Linked DNA regions of Mus musculus: region 1 is linked to region 2. A link is a contact called in public Hi-C data. All regions are on one chromosome and are shown on one strand. Each heading gives the region's core, a stretch centred on a gene start, on an enhancer-like site or on the middle of the called end of the contact. The rest is flanking DNA. Distances are from core to core; before and after follow the strand shown.

The links. A called contact is a pair of places that touch in the nucleus more often than the background predicts.
Region 1: a Hi-C map of muscle stem cells shows a contact between it and region 2, with 2.1 times the contacts expected there. The contact joins two enhancer-like sites. A contact is called at or near these places in 5 of 484 Hi-C or Micro-C datasets (MC3T3-E1-derived osteoblasts, bone marrow-derived macrophages, cortical neurons and 2 more), 5 of 115 datasets of contacts at active chromatin or transcription factors (acute myeloid leukemia, craniofacial prominence, embryonic stem cells and 2 more) and 2 of 9 other capture datasets (adipose tissue and pancreatic islet).

The regions. Positions count from the first base shown.
Region 1 is chr13:63,274,696-63,280,634 of GRCm38.p6, reverse strand. The region is part of intron 13 of Aopep (aminopeptidase O); the gene reads right to left. Among named protein-coding and RNA genes, the nearest start is that of Gm16907, 19 kb to the left of the region's middle. Within about 2 kb of position 1,609, at least 194 of the 459 cell types and tissues checked have an H3K27ac peak or open chromatin away from gene starts, as enhancers often do. A contact at or near this core is called in acute myeloid leukemia and muscle stem cells, where this site is marked.
Region 2 is chr13:62,940,049-62,946,118 of GRCm38.p6, reverse strand. No RefSeq gene overlaps it. Among named protein-coding and RNA genes, the nearest start is that of Aopep, 22 kb to the left of the region's middle. Within about 2 kb of position 1,633, at least 25 of the 459 cell types and tissues checked have an H3K27ac peak or open chromatin away from gene starts, as enhancers often do. A contact at or near this core is called in acute myeloid leukemia and muscle stem cells, where this site is marked.

The DNA of each region.
Region 1 (5,939 bases), core at 360-2,859, 330 kb before region 2:
GCTCTAATTAAAAGGCAGGAAAGAGTGAGGGTACACACCCCTCCAAGGAATCCATCCTCCTCCATTCAGTAGGGTACAGACACTCTCGTGCAAGAGCAGGCTTGTTCAGAGGCAGGCAGGACACAAGGCACAGCCATGCTGAACATTCCTTCCTAATGCGGGAAGAACTGTGCTAGTCTGGTCTTTGTAGAATGGACTGAGAGGAAGCACTCTGTTAGTAAACAACCTATCGCCACCTGGTTCTCCAATCCATGGGAAAATGTAGTCTCTAAACAATGAAGAAAGACAAATCTGTGACCTAATGCTGTTTTCAGCCACATTTAATAAAACTATCATTCATTCACAAGTAAATATTATATCACAAAAAAAGGATTAAAGACTTGAAAAGAGGATATGTTAAAGGAAAAATATTTTAATAGAGTGAACGTCTTTGTAAAATACATATTTGCTCCCTGTCGAGCCACCCTACAGCAGAAAAGAAATAATACACGATAAATGCTTGCAAAGTGACTGAACGATCTCAAGTACTTGCAAATGTGCTGGGAGGCAGTGCTGTGCCGCCAGTGGGCTGTCCTGGCAGCAGGCACAGGAGACATCCCACTTCCACTCACAGGGAAGTCAAATGAACTTTCACATAACTTTGGGTCCATCTGTGTGCTATCACGGAGGTACTGCAAGGGACACAGAGGGTGTCAGATGTACTATGGAGTCATCAAGAAAAAACAGCAGTGTCCCTGAGCATCCGGGCCCCAGGGAAGCCGGCGTGATATATTACAAGACCAGCCTGCTGTGAGACTGACACCCACCATTCAGTTGCAAAAGGAGAGAAAATTCTTTCTTTTCATAAACAATGATATATGTTATTATTTCCCGTAGAGAAGGCCTTGCAAAAATGCATCTGCCTTGGAAACGCAAGACAAAATAAGGCTATGAGCTGCCCAAATCAGATAGGTACTTAAAATCAACAGCACAGCCCTGTAAAACTTACTCAAATGAACACACGGAGCAGTATGTAACGGGAAGCAAATCAAGTGCAAGCGTTATTAACGACGGTGGAAATCTGTACTCTTGCCATTAACACTTAAGATTTCATAGTTGTTAATTTTGAAGAAATACACAAAGAAAAAAGTTAACTTCGTTTGCCCCCACCCTCACGACTTAGAAATTGAGGAAAGCGGCACAAGTCTGAAGTTTTAAAGTTTCTTGAAGAGAAAGTGTGAAATTTCTAACCCCCAGCCCTGACCCATGTAAAAGCAGCACAAAGAAAACCAACCCTGGGCTCTTGTAGGAGCCCGAGTGTCTTTACAGGAGTCAGGGGTGGGAGTGGGTGGGGGCAGGGATGGATGTCACTCTGAGCTCCCTCCCAGAGGACAATCCATCCACACAACTGCAGCCCCTGCTTTCTCTTCCATTAGCACAACACAATGCAGAAGAGCAGACTTACCTCCCGGATTAGGAATGCCACAGACAAGACAAGTCTCACCACGAAGCTTCCCCAGGCACAAACATCAGGACTGCAGCTGGCATGCCTTGAAGGCCAAGGGGAGCCCTTGAGCCCCTCCCTGGCCGCCCAGCTGGCGCACAGCAGTGGCTGTATGGGGAAGGAAGTCAGTGTGGCTCCAGACGGAGAGAGCCTGAGACTAATGCAGCCACAGACTGACAGTGGCGTGAGTTCTATTATTACCCCATTATCACTCTGGGATCTGAGCCTAAATGAAGCATGCTTCCTCCCTGGTGCCATTTCCTTTTATCCTGGCTGGAGACTAAAAGCGGATCAATGGGGCAATAATGTATGATGTCACTTCCATTATAGCAACAGCCTCCCCGCCTCTTTCAGTCTGTCTGAAACGCACAGAACGATCAATTCTTCCCAAAAATGGTTAAAAAATGCTTTGGGAGCATGCATCTTCCAGAAAAGCATTCTCTGCTATATTTGTCTATGTTACTTTGGCAGGAACTGTTTACACAGAACAAAACAGAAGAAATGAGGGAGGGAGAAAAATCTCAAATTCTCCTGTAGGCTGGAGACTTGTTGGCTGGAATTCAACCCAAACAGGGGCCAGGGGCCAGGGCAGAATGCCGCTGACCTCTGAGAGTCATGTGCAGAAGGTGAAGGGTGACCTCACGGATATAAAACACCTTTCATTGTATAAGGTACTCTGAATCTGGAAAATTCCTTGCTACCTTCTCCAGGAAGCACAACCACTACCCTGCAGGCCTGAAGGCCACCCACTCAGGTCCATGGCTGCCTGCCACAGGTAAAGGACACATGTGGACGGAAGGAAGACAGGCACCACTCTGAGACTTAAAATAAAACTCCATTGAGTGAATTTTCACTTATAAGATTCTTGCCGATAGCGTGAGATAAGGATACCATGGAGAGAAGTTCCCCAAACAAGAGCAGGAACTTCTATTTCCTCAGGATCCAGAGAGAAACAGAAACAGGAGCCAAAGGAAGCCATGGTCTTCTCTGCCTGTCAGGAAAGGGCTTCCTTTCCTGTTGGGATTCACACAACAGGCAGGGTAGGCGTATTAAGCCTGCTCTTCGTTCATGGGTAATGTCTGTGGGACCTCCGGACAGAACTAAAGTGCCTTCCACGCATTAGAAACTTAAAGAGAAACAGCTGCTGCTGCTGCTGCTGCTGCTGCTGCTGCTGCTGCTGCTGCTGCTGCTGCTGCTGCTGCTGGAGGCAGCAGAAAAATGGTTCTCCACATCGGTTTTTGTTTTAATCGAACTTTAAAGAACTGCCTAAACCTAAGACTAGCTAGAACACTGAATGTGAATCTTGTTTGCATTATTTTGAGGGTAAAAATGGAGGTTGCTAGCAAATGAAGGTTATCAAATAATGAAGAGTGAAAATATTTTCTTTTCAAATTATAGAACTCACCACCAGGCAGGCAACCCTCCTAGTAGTGTCAGTTTCTTTTGGCTACCAAGCATCTTCAGAGCTACACTCTGCAATGACCACTGCAGCAACAAATATTCACAGAATCCATGGCATTAGATGTTTGAGACACGTTACTAATAGCTTGAGATATGTGAACTTGTAAGTCATCGTTTGATCACAGCCCCTCCAAACTGCTACCACAGGATGAAAGAGCATGATAGCCGCCAAGAACAGGTGGGAGCTAAAGTAGGCTGTGGCACAGAGAATCACCATGCTTCCAAGTGGGAGCGTCAAATTGTAAAATGTGTTATTATTTGAACCTTTGTTAGAAGTATTACCCATGCTTCGAGCAATGTGACATCAAGCATATCCTGTGAACTGCAGGAAACCAGAGCATTGGGGCCAGCTGGGTCCTACCACCATGTGTCTACTACTATTTTATGCCACTGTGTATTTCAGAAACTAAATTAAGCTAAATGCTCAAATTAAAATTTTCCAAGGACTTTACAAGAAACATTTGAAGTTTTCTCATCTGCCTGCCTAGAATCTACCAGGTCCACAGTGATGGGACAGAGGGGTACACTCCCACTACTTCACTCTTCTGGGAAGAACCGATTCAAACAAGAAGTCCCAGAGCGCTACAGGCTATCTTCCGTCCTGCTGAAGGTCCCGAAGCACAGCACTTTTATGTATCAAAGAGCACTTTCAACTTCTTGTGTTCAGAATTTGATAAACTTTGAACTTCTAATTCATAAGCAGTGATATCTTAATTCTAAATTCTTGTTATCTACCAATTCATCTCAATGTAAATTCCAGGACGGGAATAAATGCGTTTCTGTTATCAAACCTTTCAGCTAGTTCTGAGTTAAAACACAGTGTTGTAGCCACAGAGTGGATAGTATAGCTATTACAGAGAAGGGGTGAGAGCTGTTATCAGAGTAGAGAAAGTCCAGCATAAAATGTAGAACATTTGGGTAAAATACTTCTTTCTTCTTTTTGAGACAGGTTCTCATGCAGCCAAGGCTAGCTTGAAGCTGCCCGTGTAACAAAGGTAGGGAACAGTGACTTCTGATGCCCCTACTTTCACTTCTGGGGTTCTGAAATGATAAGCATGTGCCACCATGCAAGGAGTGTGCTGGCTCAGGTGTGTGTGTGTGTGTGCATTTGTGTGTGTGTGCATGTGTTCATGTATGTGTATGTGTGTGTGCCCATTCCGTGTACACGCATACATGCTAGGCAAGTATTCTACCAAGTCGCATTTCCATGACAAGTAAATAAATTTCTAAAGACCTAGAAGGAAGTTACAGTCAGTTTTGAGTGATCCACACACCCTTTCCTTTTTTACTTCCTACACCTCAGTCTGAAATATTTTCTTACTCCTGATGAATGACTGAAGGAATATAGTAGACCTTATGTAGTTCGGGCTGCATCTGTGAATGAAGTGCTGAGAAGGCAACCAGCAGCTTCTAAAATGCAGGACCAGCCATGAGCGGCTCCCCTATAGGGCACACAGCAAAATCGCTATGTTCATGACCAGGAACAGTATTCGCTGGCTTCAGTACTTTCACCCATAGGTCGGTGATATCTTGTTAAATAGAAAACGTGCTTCTGTGCAAGGAGGTGTTTGCTGTGCAAGATTGCTAAACAGGTTCAATCTACAGATCCACATGGGAGACACATGGCACAGTGTCCACACAGACATTATGCGTGCACACATAATAATGGAAGAAAAAGTTTAAACATGGAAGAATACTGTTTTCCAAATGCTTATAGATACATGCAAAGCTGTCATTTTAAGAAAATTATCAAATACTGTCTCTTTTTTTTTTCTCCATGGGAAAAATATAGTTAACTATAAATTCACTCAAGCCCAGAAATTTTTCTTATATTTCTCTATCTTCCCACATTACTATGTCAAAGTGAGATAACCTGTGTAGCCACGGGGTACAAATGTGCTGTTTAGTAAATAACTAAGTAGACATGAGATCCTTCGTGGCTGATTTTGGTGCAGTTAACTCTGCCTCCTGCAAAGCTGAAAGAATTGAGGTCCTCATATTCATGAACAAGAGCTTCAATTACTCTGGAAGCTATGCATCCTCTGAATGAGTGCTAACGTGCAGAATAGCCCACCTCCTACAGAAAACACCATCTTCAAAGTTGTATCACAAAAGCTAGAATCCTCAAGTTTAAACAGGACAGAGCACGCTCAAACACAACTCTTATTTTAAAGTTCGTCATGAGAATGACTGAAACTACATCTGTTTCATGTGCCCACCTACTCCCAGATTTCATAGTTAAATCATTAAAAAGAATTCAGTGTCCAACACGGCAAGATGGAGTAACAGGGTGACAACGTCTGCAAGAAGAGCCATCAATAAACAATTTAATGGTGTGAAAGAATCTATCAAGAGCAGATGTACAGAGCTGCAGGCAAGTGTTCAGAACAGAAGATTTGCTCTACAGTAGAACAAATTCAAAGAACTCAAATTTCAAATGTTCTGACCTAAAAGGTTTTATCAGCACTGTATGCGGCGGCTCCGATGTCTCCGATGCAGTGGACCAGGCTCAGTGAAGATGAGGGTCCACCGATGAAGAAACTGGACTACTGTATGAGGACCAGCATGCCTGGCCTCCATGTTAAATTTGCTAACAAGTATTAAAATTCAGTGTAAAAAACAAAGCCACAAAAACATGCTCATAACGAGAGGAATGAGAAAGGCAACGGAAGCCCAGAGAAGTCACTGCTCAGAGTGGTTCTCCTCACATACTCAGGTGTGGGTACAATCATTTTGAAACAGTTTCGAAATGAAATTTACTCTTAGCTGTTCATCTGAAGTCAAAAAAACAATGTCCCCTCACCCCTGGCTCTGGCCTTTCTTCTTCACAGAAAGAACTGTACAACATAAATGTCCTTCTGGCCAGATTTTTTTCCCCCTAACGTTCTTCTGTCTTTCGTACCGAATCTAAACTACCCACAGATTCTGGCATATGTCTACAATTTGCAAGTTGGTTTCTTTTGTATCATTATACGTACAGTCAACCACAACTATA
Region 2 (6,070 bases), core at 384-2,883:
ATGGTGTTCCATAATCCCAGTTCTCAGGAGGTGAAGATGAGAGGACTATGAGTTTGAGTCCAGCCTAGAAATAGAGTAAAATAATAAATAATAAATAAATAATAAATAATAAACAAATGAGTTATTAAAGTACTTCTTTAAAAAGCATGAGGACCCGAGTTCAATCCTCAGCACCTATGTAAAAATCTGTGGAGGCAGAGAAAGGCGGGCCCTAGGGCTTAAGGGGCAACCTAGGGAGTATAAGGGCTTGAGGGCCAGCATAATTGACAATGTCCAGGTCCCAGTGTGATAGCCTGTCTCAGGAAACAAAGGAGATGGCACCTAGGAATGATACCCAAGGTTGGCCTCTTGCCTCCACCCACACATTCACACACACTTGTTCTCCTGTAAGGACACACCTGCACATCAACACTCAGCTGCACACCCCCTCACGCACACTCCAACGTAAAGATGGTGCTACTGAAATACAAAGATATGTTCAGACTCTTTAGGAAAAGCAATCCACGTTCTCAACATGAATGGTTCTGTGAGCTTTCAGAAAGTCAAGTTAGAATTGTTCATACTCATTTTGTGTTTCAAATACTTTAGAAACTACTCCGGAAAAACTCAAACTACCAAAACAAATACTTTAGAAGGGGGAGGTATGGGAAAGGAAGAGGAAAATCAGGTCCAAGCCCACATCCTTAATCCCGGCCTTTCAGAGACCCCCTCCCTGTCCTCCTGGCTTCCTGTGGTTCCCAGCCTTGACCCCTCTTACCTAAAGCTCATTTATCTCACTATAAACGACTCACCATTTTTCACTTCATGTCACTTTGCATCTGTATCGGGTCTTTTCAGACACTGTAATGTTATCTCGGTATAATGCACGCCAGTTGCTGCATTTCAGAATGGGATGCCATTTACTTGGGTAATGAGGGAGGGTGCTGCTTTCACTGAAAGCCGGAGGCTTTGGTCTTAGTATCAATAACACTCCTCCATCTCAGAGGAGAGCACTTAGCATAGCACACTCACAGAGCAGTTGCTGCCCGTGCACAGATAAACTCAAGCTGGGAGTGGGTGACCTGCTTTGCTTTCTTTCTGTTTCTGGTATGAACTTGTATTTTCCTTTCCAGACAAGAGGCATTAGGGTTCAGCCTGTTACCGTGAACTGCAAGCTTTCGGAGTATACAGAGGACCCTTGTAGGGTTAGAGAGTCACATTAAGCGCAGATGTACTTTATAACGGACTGACTCCAGCCCCGTTTGCCTTTTGGGGAACTTGGTATATTCCCTCCATCAAGCCTTTCTCATTGGCGGATTTCTTCCAGTCCATCCGGTTTCACACAATCCCAGAACTACATTCATTTGCTAGGGCACTGGTACACGGGCAGAGGGTCAAGTGGTCGGGCGCGTGGACCAAGTTGAGCCTCCTGTGTTGGAAGCCCGGTGGGGAACACCTGGTATCGTACCCCCTCTCATCCAGAAAGGGATCAACATAGACTAAGCCCTCACAGTTGCATCTGCGGTGTTGAACTGTAAATGACAAGGACAGTTTGTGACTCCTCCGAAGGAAGCCAAGCATCTGGAAGGCTGCTTGGACCTGCTCCTCATTTATGCCAGATAGTTTTGTAGTTAACACTGGGTTCCGGTCTGCAGCAACTGGAGCCGCACAGGGGGGGAAATACGTACTTCTATAGAGAATGACGTATGTAGCTGCTTTCTCCCCCTTTAAGTCATGTCAAAATCTGCTTTTGTGGCAACTGAAAGCTAATAGTTAAACACACACACACACACACAAAGACAGTCCACCTCCAAACTGTTCGAGTTTTCCTCATGAATTCTGAACACCTGCTGCCTTCTCCTGGCTGGTCAGTGTAAAATGAGCTTGGGACGTGCAAATAGGACTTCTGTAAAAACACTAGCATCTCCAGGAGAAAAATTCCTTTGTTGTCAAGTTCAAGAACTCTTTCTGTTTGAGAAAATGACCCTGGGTTTTATAGACAAGATGACTGATGATTCTGAAACAGAAAAGCTGGAACCTGTGCACCGTTAACAGGAAGCTGAGAAAGTGGCTGACTGGATAGTTTGCTCTTCTTTGGTCAGAGGAAAGTGCCCTAACTTTCACATAAACCTACCTTTGTAATTATTTTGGAGTTTTATTTCCACTAGTGGATATTTGTTCCTTGACCACCCAAGAGTTCTTCTCTGCTGGCAGCACTTTAAAATCCTCTCAGGAAATCTCTTTCATTCTGCAAGTTGATGTTGGGAGCTGGGGGGCAGAATTTGTCCTACCTCCTGCTCCAGAGGTAGGCTATGGTGGCCAATAAAAATCTGGATTTCCAGTCAACCTAACCAATAACCCAATGTTAGCCCTGGAGACACAAAGGGCATTTGTCAGGAAAGCATGCTTCTGCCTTCTTCCACAAGTGCAAAACCCGAGCCAAACAAAACAATATCACAAGTCATTCTTCCTCCGAAGGGGACACGTTGGGCCTGGAGTTGCTGCAGACAGGAAGGAGGAACTATGTGGTAACTGAGGATGCAGTTAAGACAGACAGCAACCAAGACCTTGGACTTCCAGCTTTCTGCATCCTTGTTTGGGCCTGCCAGATCAAGCTTTCTTTGAGGCCAGCACCTATGCAGACATTTCCATTATGTAAGCCAAGAGACTCGCTTGACTGTTTAAGCCAGGGCGAGTTGGCTTCCCTGTTGCTGATGACAAAATAGCCTTGGATAATACAAGCCCCTTGCTTCGAGCCTTTCATATCCCCCACTGTCTATAAAAACAAGTTAATGGATGTTTGTAGACTTGGTTGTAGTGCTAAGTGTCGTGGTATGTAAGTATGCCCAGTTTCACTAAGATGTATATATTAAATTTGTACAGCTTTCTTTCTGTGTCAATGATATCTCAATAAATGTTTTTTTTAATAATTAAAAAAAAAAGTTTAAAACCTTTAGCTTAGCATCCAAGACAATACAAGACTGGTACAACGCCAATCTATTCTAGCCAAACTAATCTCATTTTACTTCACAGAATCTTGTTCTTTTCTGGGTATTATCCCTCCTTCAAGGTTACTGTCCTTAAACATCACACACACACAGAGAGAGAGAGAGAGAGAGAGAGAGAGAGAGAGAGAGACTGTTTAAATATATTACATACATGTATAAAATGTTGTAATTGACCTTATTATGTATACTCGATTTTTTTAATTAATTATTCTTCTCTCATACAATACATCCCAACTCCAGCTTCCCCTCCCTCCACCCCTCCCAGTCCCCTCCCCACTTCTCCTCTCCCCCAGATCCACCCCATCCATCTCCCTCCCCCATCCCCACCCCCAGGAAAGAGCATGCCTCCCAGGGATGTCACTGAATAGAGCACGAGATACAATAAGATCTGGAACAAACCTTCACAGTAAGGCTGGGCAAGGCAACCCAGTAGGAGGAAAGGGGTCCCAAAAGCAGGCAAAAGAGTCAGAGACTCCCCGATACTCATTGTCAGGAGTTCCCAAAAGTAAAAAACAAAACAAAACAAACAAACAAACAAAACTGGATGGAGCTTGGGAACTCTTATGGAAGAATAGGAGAAAGGACTATAGCTCCTAGGGGATAGGAACTCCACAGGAAGACCAACAGAAGCAACTAACCTGGACCCTTGGGGCTCTCAGAGTCTGAACCACCAACCAAAGAACATACATGGGCAAGACCTAGGCCTCCCTGCACATATGTAGCAGCTGTGCAGCTTAGTCCTCATATGGGTCCTGAAGAACTGGAGCAGGGGCTATCCCAAAAGCTGTTGCCTGTATCTGGGATATGTTCTTCTAGCTGGGCTGCCTTGTCTGGCCTCAGTGGGAGAGGAAGTGCCTAGCCTCATAGAGAATTGAAGTGCCAGAGTGGGGGGATGTTCAGGGGGGGGCCTCCCCTGCTCAGAAGACAAGGGAGTGGAGGATGGGGGCAGAATTGTGGGAGGGGTGACTAGGAGGGGTCAGTGAGTAGGATGTAAAGCGAATAAGTAAAAAATAAATAAATAAAGACAAACAAACAAACAAAAATTAACCATCATTAATTAGTCAAATTTTGTTAGTGGACTATATCTCTTAACCCCTCAAATCCCAGTGCCCATGGAAACAGATGAAGTAAGCATATTTAATGAATACATCGTTACTTTGAAAGCACACTAGGGGTTTCTTAGTCATAAATGTATATTAAATGGTCATAAAATATAAACTGGTGATTCAAAAGCCGCCTGGACCGGGTAAGTCGGCCAAGTAGGTGTGCAGTTTGACAACCCTAGTGCCCTATATTGACGTCCATATTCTATATTGACGGCTAGGAATGATGGCTGGCCACTCAGAAGGCACCCAGATCAAACCGTCTGCAGAATGCCTGTGTGTATGGTGCTGGCAAGGCATCTTCTCCCACCCACCTTCTCCTCCCCTTCTTGAGGTCCGTTTACAAAGTGAAGAACCCCTCCCCACGCCCCCATGTTCTGCATGGCCTCCGCAGAGGTTTTTTTTTTTTTTTTAAACTCCTTAAAGCTTTACGGCACTCTGTGGTCTATTACCTTTGCATTCTTTCGTGATCTATACTGCGGTGGAAACAGGCTGTCCTTCACATTTCATAGCCCGGGTGTTTAATGACATCACTCTGTGAGACGAAGGCAAAGCCATAAGAAAAATCCAATTTGGCCCACTCTAGCCCCAGTTGCCTTAATTAGTCTCCATTTTTAATGCAATGAAAGGAATAAACCTCAAGACGGCCGGCCAGGAAAATTATAAGCTTTCAGGTACACTGGGTTACAGTCATTTTTTTTTTCCTGCAAATGTCATTAAGCCACTGATTTACTCTCTATCTTCAGAACACAGATGACAAGGAGAAAAACAAGAGACTCACATAAATTTTTAAAAAGGCATTAAATTACACTCTCCGGTACCATCCCCTGTCTTGACATCCTCTTTCCAGGCAGCGTCTGCTCTTCCTTTCTTTGTGTTCTGCCCGACCCTCACCGCGAGCCTTTTGGGTTTGTTTTTTTGTTTGTTTGTTTGTTTGTTTGTTTGTAAAACACAGCCATGTAACATGGCACCAGTCCAGCCCCACACCGTACCACGAGGCTGCATCATCTACATTACATTCTTCCCAAGTCACTTTTAAGGGAAGAGGCGTTTGGAAAACCATACAGTTAGGGCCATTTTTCAGCGAGTAGGCTTTGTTCTTCCTAGCAAACAGATGCTTCTAGAGGAGCCAAGTCTCCATTTGGTGTGCCCAAGTAGGAGTGTGATATTTGCACAGAGAGAAATGCTGGATTCCTAGAACACCAAGAAGCAATTCAAGACTTTTCTTACAAGTCAGTAGACTTTATATAGATCATTTGCATATTCATGAGCACATATATTTATTGAGTATGATCTGAGCATTTCAAAAAAGAACATCTACCATCAGCTTTACCTTTTCTGTGAGTGATACACTTTAAAAAAAAAACAACAAAAACAAAACTGAAGTTAGATTAAGGTTGAGGCATAGTTGAGAATTTTCTTTTCTGCATTAAAAACATTTAAAGGCGTGTTCACATTCTACAGCCAGGCTGGCCAGGAGTGTCACTGTACATAGTCTAGGCTGGTCTTGAACTCAGGGCCAGGTCATCCTCCATATTAATTGAGCCCCAAATTACTACTTACTATGCTTCACCTGATGCTCTTAACTCCCTTTGGCCTGTCCTCAGGGCCATGTTTTTATGGCTCACCTAACCCATGGCAGCTTCTCCTTCCTCGTCCTGCACCTTCTTCTCCTCAAGGTTCTCCTCTGACCCCAAGCCCAGGAAACAACCCCCCCCCATGTCTCTTCTGCCCAGCTGCCGGTTGTTGGCATCTTTATTTACCAATCAGAAATAACTTGGGGGCAGGTTCACAGGTCTAATGTACAGACTCCAGGTCTTGGGGCCACATTTAGCATTACAATACACAGCAAAACCAAACCTCAACAAATTGTGGTGATTCAAGACTGAGGGATAGTGATGATAAAGACTCTATCATTTTCCCCCTTTCCAAGTTCTAAAGGGTTCAGAATCAGCTCTATATGGTACCAGTAACGATAGA